Linked DNA regions of Mus musculus: region 2 is linked to region 1. The links are chromatin contacts, called in public promoter capture Hi-C maps. All regions are on one chromosome and are shown on one strand. The core of a region is the stretch at or near the end of the contact, and the rest is flanking DNA. Distances in the headings are between cores, read along the strand shown. Region 1 holds the start of Mad1l1 (MAD1 mitotic arrest deficient 1-like 1). Region 2 holds the start of Gna12 (guanine nucleotide binding protein, alpha 12).

Region 1 (2,700 bases), core at 163-2,662:
ATGAGGAAGTTTTTATAGTAACAGAACAAAGTCATGAGTCAGGGCACCTTAAAAATACATTGGTGGGGGCCAGGTGGTACACTCCTTTATTCTTAGCACTTGGGAGGCGGGCAGAGGCAGGTGGGTCTCTGTAAGTTTGAGGCTAGCCTTGAGTTCCAGGACAGCCAGGGCTACACAGGGAAACCCTGTCTTAAAAAAACCCCAAACAAGGGGCTAGAGAGATGGCTCAGCCGTTAAGAGTACTGACTGCTCTTCCAAAGGTCCTGAGTTCAAATCCCAGCAACCACATGGTGGCTCACAACCATCCGTAATGAGGTCTGACTCCCTCTTCTGGAGTGTCTGAAGACAGCTATAGTGTACTCAAATGTATTAAATAAATAAATTGTTTATTATTTATTAATATTATTTATTAATATCAATAAATAAAATTATTTAAAAAACCCAAAACAAAAACAACCAAACAACCAAAGCAAACCAAGCCATTGGTGGTGGGCCAGAGAAATGGCTCAGGTTAAGATCACCAGGTTCAGTGCTCAGCACACACATGTTGGCTCACAGACATCTAACTCCCGTTCCAGAGGCTCTGCTGACCTCATCTGGTCTCTATGGACATCATGCATGCACATGAAACACCCATACACAAAATAAAATAATAAAACATAAAAAACCGGCCTGTTGGAAGATTTAAGTAGGCAGTTACACCAAAGAGAAATACCAGCTATATGCTTCTGATGCTGTCCGGGGGATTTTGGTTGGTAGAAACCGGGTTTTAATTTATTCCAAGAGGTTTTTATTCATTAGTCACAACACGTTAGAGCTGACGCAGAGGCAGGAAAGCAACGGGTAGGAAGGAGGCTAAAGACATAGCCCCTAGACAAATTTCATCAGGCTCTGGACCCGCAACGTGAAGGACTTCTTCCCAGGACTTCTCATTCACAAAAGAAAGAAAGTGAAACAAGCTAACCAATCAAAACAGTGCCCAAACAAAACAACCTGTGTATACAAAGTGGCAAGATTCAGAGGCAACGCAACTTTCCAAAACTTTGTTCCCTTTCCGAGCGTGCCCAGCAGTTGTGCGGCAAGCCTTTAATTCCAGGGAGGCAGAGGCAGGCACGGGTGGATCTTTGTGAGTTCGAGGCTACACAGAGAAACATTGTCTCAAAAACAAAAACAAACAAACCTTTCCTCCTGCGCGGTGCTATTCCATACATTACGGCGCACCCCGGGGCAGTGGAAGAGCGCCCTGCGGGACAGGCAGCCGGGCCCAGTTTGGTTCCGGGTCCCCTGGCGGGACTGCGGTTTGTTCTCAGGCTACGCCCGTGGAGCACATATTTAATTCTTTACGGGCCGTTTTCTCAGATCTCGCGAGACCCCGGCGGAAGTCTCGCGATATATAGACACCGGCGGAGAGGAGGGAGATCTGAGCGGCTGCTGCAGCACCGGGCTCCTCAACTGAGGTAAGGGACCCGGTGGCGGGATCTGCGAGCGCCCCAGGCGCCTCGCGCCCTGCCCGACCGTAACGAGGCCACGGGAGGGAGCTGTCTGCTGCCATCGACACGCATGCATTCTGAGTCGGTCCTGTCGCGCGCCTTCCCTTTGCCGGGTCCCCCGTGTCTCCCTCCCGGGGCCGCTCTGGACGGTCTCCCACCCCGGTGTCCCGCTGCAGAGCCTGGGGTGGCGGGCCTGGACCGGGACCGGGACGGGGGCGGGGGCGGAGGGGACAGCGTGGCCCACTGTGGGCTGAAGGGCTCCCGGGGTTGGAGTCGGTTATTTTGTAGGTCCCAGGGATCGAACTCAGGTTGACCAGTCTTGGTGGCAAGCCCCGGTGAGCGCTGAGTCGCATGTCAGGCCCACTGTGTGTGTGTGTGTGTGTGTGTGTGTGTCTGTCTGTCTGTCTGTCTGTCTGTTTGTTTTTGGCAGTACTGTTGATTGACCAAGGAACTTATGCATTCTACCACTGAGCTATGTCCCCAGTCCTTTTAAAAATTAATTAATCGGCTAATTAATTGATTTGTGTGTGTTTGCATATATATACCAGGCTTCCTGTCGAGGTTGGAGGATAACTTAATTCTCTTCTTCTTCCATATGGGTCCTAAAGATGGAACCTTGCTTGTCTTGTCTTGCCCTAAAGTGCCTTTACAGATTGAGTTGTTTTCAGTCCCCATTCTCGCAGAGCAGTACGCTAAGCAGTCACCTACTCTGCTGCCTCCTCAGCCCAATCCTTACTTTTTCTTCTTAATTTTTATTCTGTGATGGGGCTTCCCAAGTTTTCCGGGCTGATCTTGAACTTGCCACCAGCCCTTGAATTTGTCTCAGCCTTCTGAGTACCTGGGATGACAGACCTGTGTCACCAAGTGCTAGGTTCTCAGGCTGTCCCTTGGCTGAAACCAGAAAGAAGGTGTGTGTGTCCCTGTTAACTCAGGAGCCATCCAGAGCAGCTGGTGTCCTGGAAAGTCTGCTGTCTGGAAGTTCAGGGTTCTTGTGGAGAGGGTACAACTTGAGGTGGCGCTTTAGTTACCTGTGTGGTGTCGTGGCTTCTGAAACCGCAGCCCTTCATTCTTGTGTGTTAATGGCAGAGTTCTTGTGTTGGTCCGAAGAGGGAGGACAGAAAGTGTGTCTTGGTGAGCAAAGGCCCACTTCTCCCACTGTGCCTGTTGTCCACCTGGCCACTAGCTTCGCTTTGTCATATGTGTAATTGGG
Region 2 (2,700 bases), core at 34-2,533, 510 kb before region 1:
AACAGGTACACATATTGAAAAAAAACATTTTGAGACAGAGTCAAGCTTTAGTCCAGGCTGGCCTCAAATTCCATATTTTCCTGTCTCGGGCTCTCTCAATACTGGGATTATATCACACAAGCTTGACCTCCTCTTGCAACATCATCTCTAGCCAAGATGGTGAGAGAGTTACTATGTAGCCCTGGCTGGCTTCAAACTCATCTCAATTCTCTTGCTTCTGTAATGATTCTCCATGCAGCACCAACACCCTTCAGACACCACACTTCAGACCACTATTCCACATCAAACTGCCTGAGTGATTATGACAAACACAGATGTGTGTGTGCGCGCTCGTGCATGTGTGTGCAAGTGTGTGTGTGTGTGTGTGTGTGTGTGCGCGCGCCAGTGCACATACATACAAAGGCCAAGAAGTCGCTCAACTGCCTCCCCTCTGTAACGTTTCAAACAGCTTCTCTCACTGAACCTTAAGCTTATCATTGGGGCTAGGATAGCTGCACAGCAAGTTACTGGAATTGGTCTTATCTTGGGTTTTGAGAGGTGGGGTTACAGGCACAACTGGAAATTTGAACTCATGTCCTCACACTTTCACAGTTCTTTCCCACTGAACCATCTCCCCTTAATCATATTTTAAGAAAGTGCCTAGGGAGACCCATACAATAATTTTGTTTGTTTGTTTTCTCCTTATTTGGGGCCCATGTAACACTCAAAGCAGCTTTTGTTTGAAAATGATGACCCACCCTGCTTCAATGTTTTTGGAAGGAAAACGACTGAGCTTTCTCCCTAAACTTAAGAGCAGGAGGACCTCATCGCTATTTCCCAACTTTGCAGCCACATCTTGGGCTCACAGCCGGACCAACCTGGGAATCAAGGCAGAGAGTCACTCTGTACACCTGGCACTTTTGGCCTCGCCCCATTTCCCACAACTTCCAATCCCAAGCGTAGTTATTGTGACTGACAAACGATCAGAGCACTTCTAATTGGTTGCGAAGGGCTTCAGCTCCTCCTCCTCAATGGCCCCACCTCCCTTTCATTCTGAAAGAAAGAAGTTTGCTCAGCAGTCCAATAAGAAGCTCCCTCATCGAAAAGATCCCGCCTTTTTCGGCACCGGCTCCGCCCCAAGGACCACAGGAGTGCCCGCCTCCTCCAAGGCACGCTTGTCCAGTAAAAAAGCGCGCTGCCCAAGATAGAAGACTTCCCAACCAATAAAAGAGTTTCTGCGCGGCGCCGCCCCGCCCTCCGCGCCTTCCCCTCCGCCCCTCAGCCGGCCCGGCGAGTGAGGGCCTCGGGGCGGCGGCGGCGGACGCAGCCTGAGGGAGCGGCGGGCGGGGCGGCGCCTGGCCCGGCAGGGCCGCGCCGGCTGAGGGGCGTCCATGGCGCGCGGGCCCCAGCGGGGCGCGGCCGCGGCCTGAGGGCGGCCATGTCCGGGGTGGTGCGGACCCTTAGCCGCTGCTTGCTGCCGGCCGAGGCCGGAGCCCGCGAGCGCAGGGCGGGCGCGGCGCGCGACGCGGAGCGCGAGGCCCGACGGCGCAGCCGCGACATCGACGCGCTGCTGGCCCGCGAGCGGCGCGCGGTGCGGCGGCTGGTCAAGATCCTGCTGCTGGGCGCCGGCGAGAGCGGCAAGTCCACCTTCCTCAAGCAGATGCGCATCATCCACGGCCGGGAGTTCGACCAGAAGGCGCTGCTGGAGTTCCGCGACACCATCTTCGACAACATCCTTAAGGTGACGCGCGGCCCCGCCCACACACACCTGGTCCAGGTGGCGCGCGGGCCCCGCCCCCTTTGTTCTCCACGGACCCGCGACCCTGCCACCCGGCGCCCCTCCCTTCCAATAGGGACCTCAAGCAATGCAGTTGGGGTTACTCCCGTGACCTCCCAGGGGCGCGATAGATTTGCAGAGCCCTGGACGCTTGGGGACCGTGGGAATGCAAGCTGGACCACTCTCAGGGACTTGGGTTACAAATAGGGTGTTAGGGCTGGACACGTGGATTGAGGGTCGCCAACTCTCCCTGTCCCTCCAGCATGCAAAGTTTATAGTGTAGGTTGGAGGACATCAGCCTTCGTTTTTTATTTGTAAATGAGAATTGACCATTTTATTCCCCCCACCACACACACACACACACATTATATCATATACCCCAGACTGGCCTTGAACTCACTCTGTAGCTAAGAATGACCTTGAACTCCTGATCCTTTCTCTCCTCAACTTCTCAAATCCTGGAATTACAGAGGAGGAGGGCGCTGTGTCACCATACTTTGTTCGTGTAGTGCTGGGATTGAATCCAGAACTTCATGCGTGCTAGGGAGGACATTACTAACTAGACTAAGTTGCCAGTGTTTGTATTTTTGAGATAGGGAGTCATGAAGCCCAGGCTGGCCTTGCCATGTAGACAAGGCTGACCTTAAACTCCTTATCCTTCTGACCCGTCTCCCCAGTGGTAGGATTACAGGCATGTGCCACCCATACTTTGTTCTTTAAACCTTTTAGTATGGTGATTTAACATACACACCAAGTTAGGTGAGATGTTAGAAGGAGCTTCGAGACACCCACTACCCAGCATTGAAACAAGGGTCAGTTCTGTGCCAATCGTGTTCGTCCCTAACCACCTCCCTACCTGTACCCCCGGCCTCACCCCGACCCCAGTCTCCAAGTTAATCCAAGATATATAGTTGTATTAGAAAACATCTTGGTATGTGACACTA

The links. Capture Hi-C pulls out chosen DNA fragments and counts their contacts.
Region 2: a promoter capture Hi-C map of adipose tissue shows a contact between it and region 1. The contact joins the promoter of Gna12 here to the promoter of Mad1l1 in region 1. A contact is called at or near these places in 2 of 39 promoter capture datasets (liver and pre-B cells) and 2 of 9 other capture datasets (adipose tissue and liver).

Annotation. Positions count from the first base shown.
Region 1 is chr5:140,320,264-140,322,963 of GRCm38.p6, reverse strand. Mad1l1 (MAD1 mitotic arrest deficient 1-like 1) reads left to right here and starts at 1,412. Exons shown (of 18, transcript NM_010752.3): 1 at 1,412-1,457. It also overlaps a transcript of Nudt1 not described here.
Region 2 is chr5:140,829,014-140,831,713 of GRCm38.p6, reverse strand. It overlaps Gna12 (guanine nucleotide binding protein, alpha 12), which reads left to right and starts at 1,283. Exons shown (of 4, transcript NM_010302.2): 1 at 1,283-1,720. The coding sequence starts at 1,418.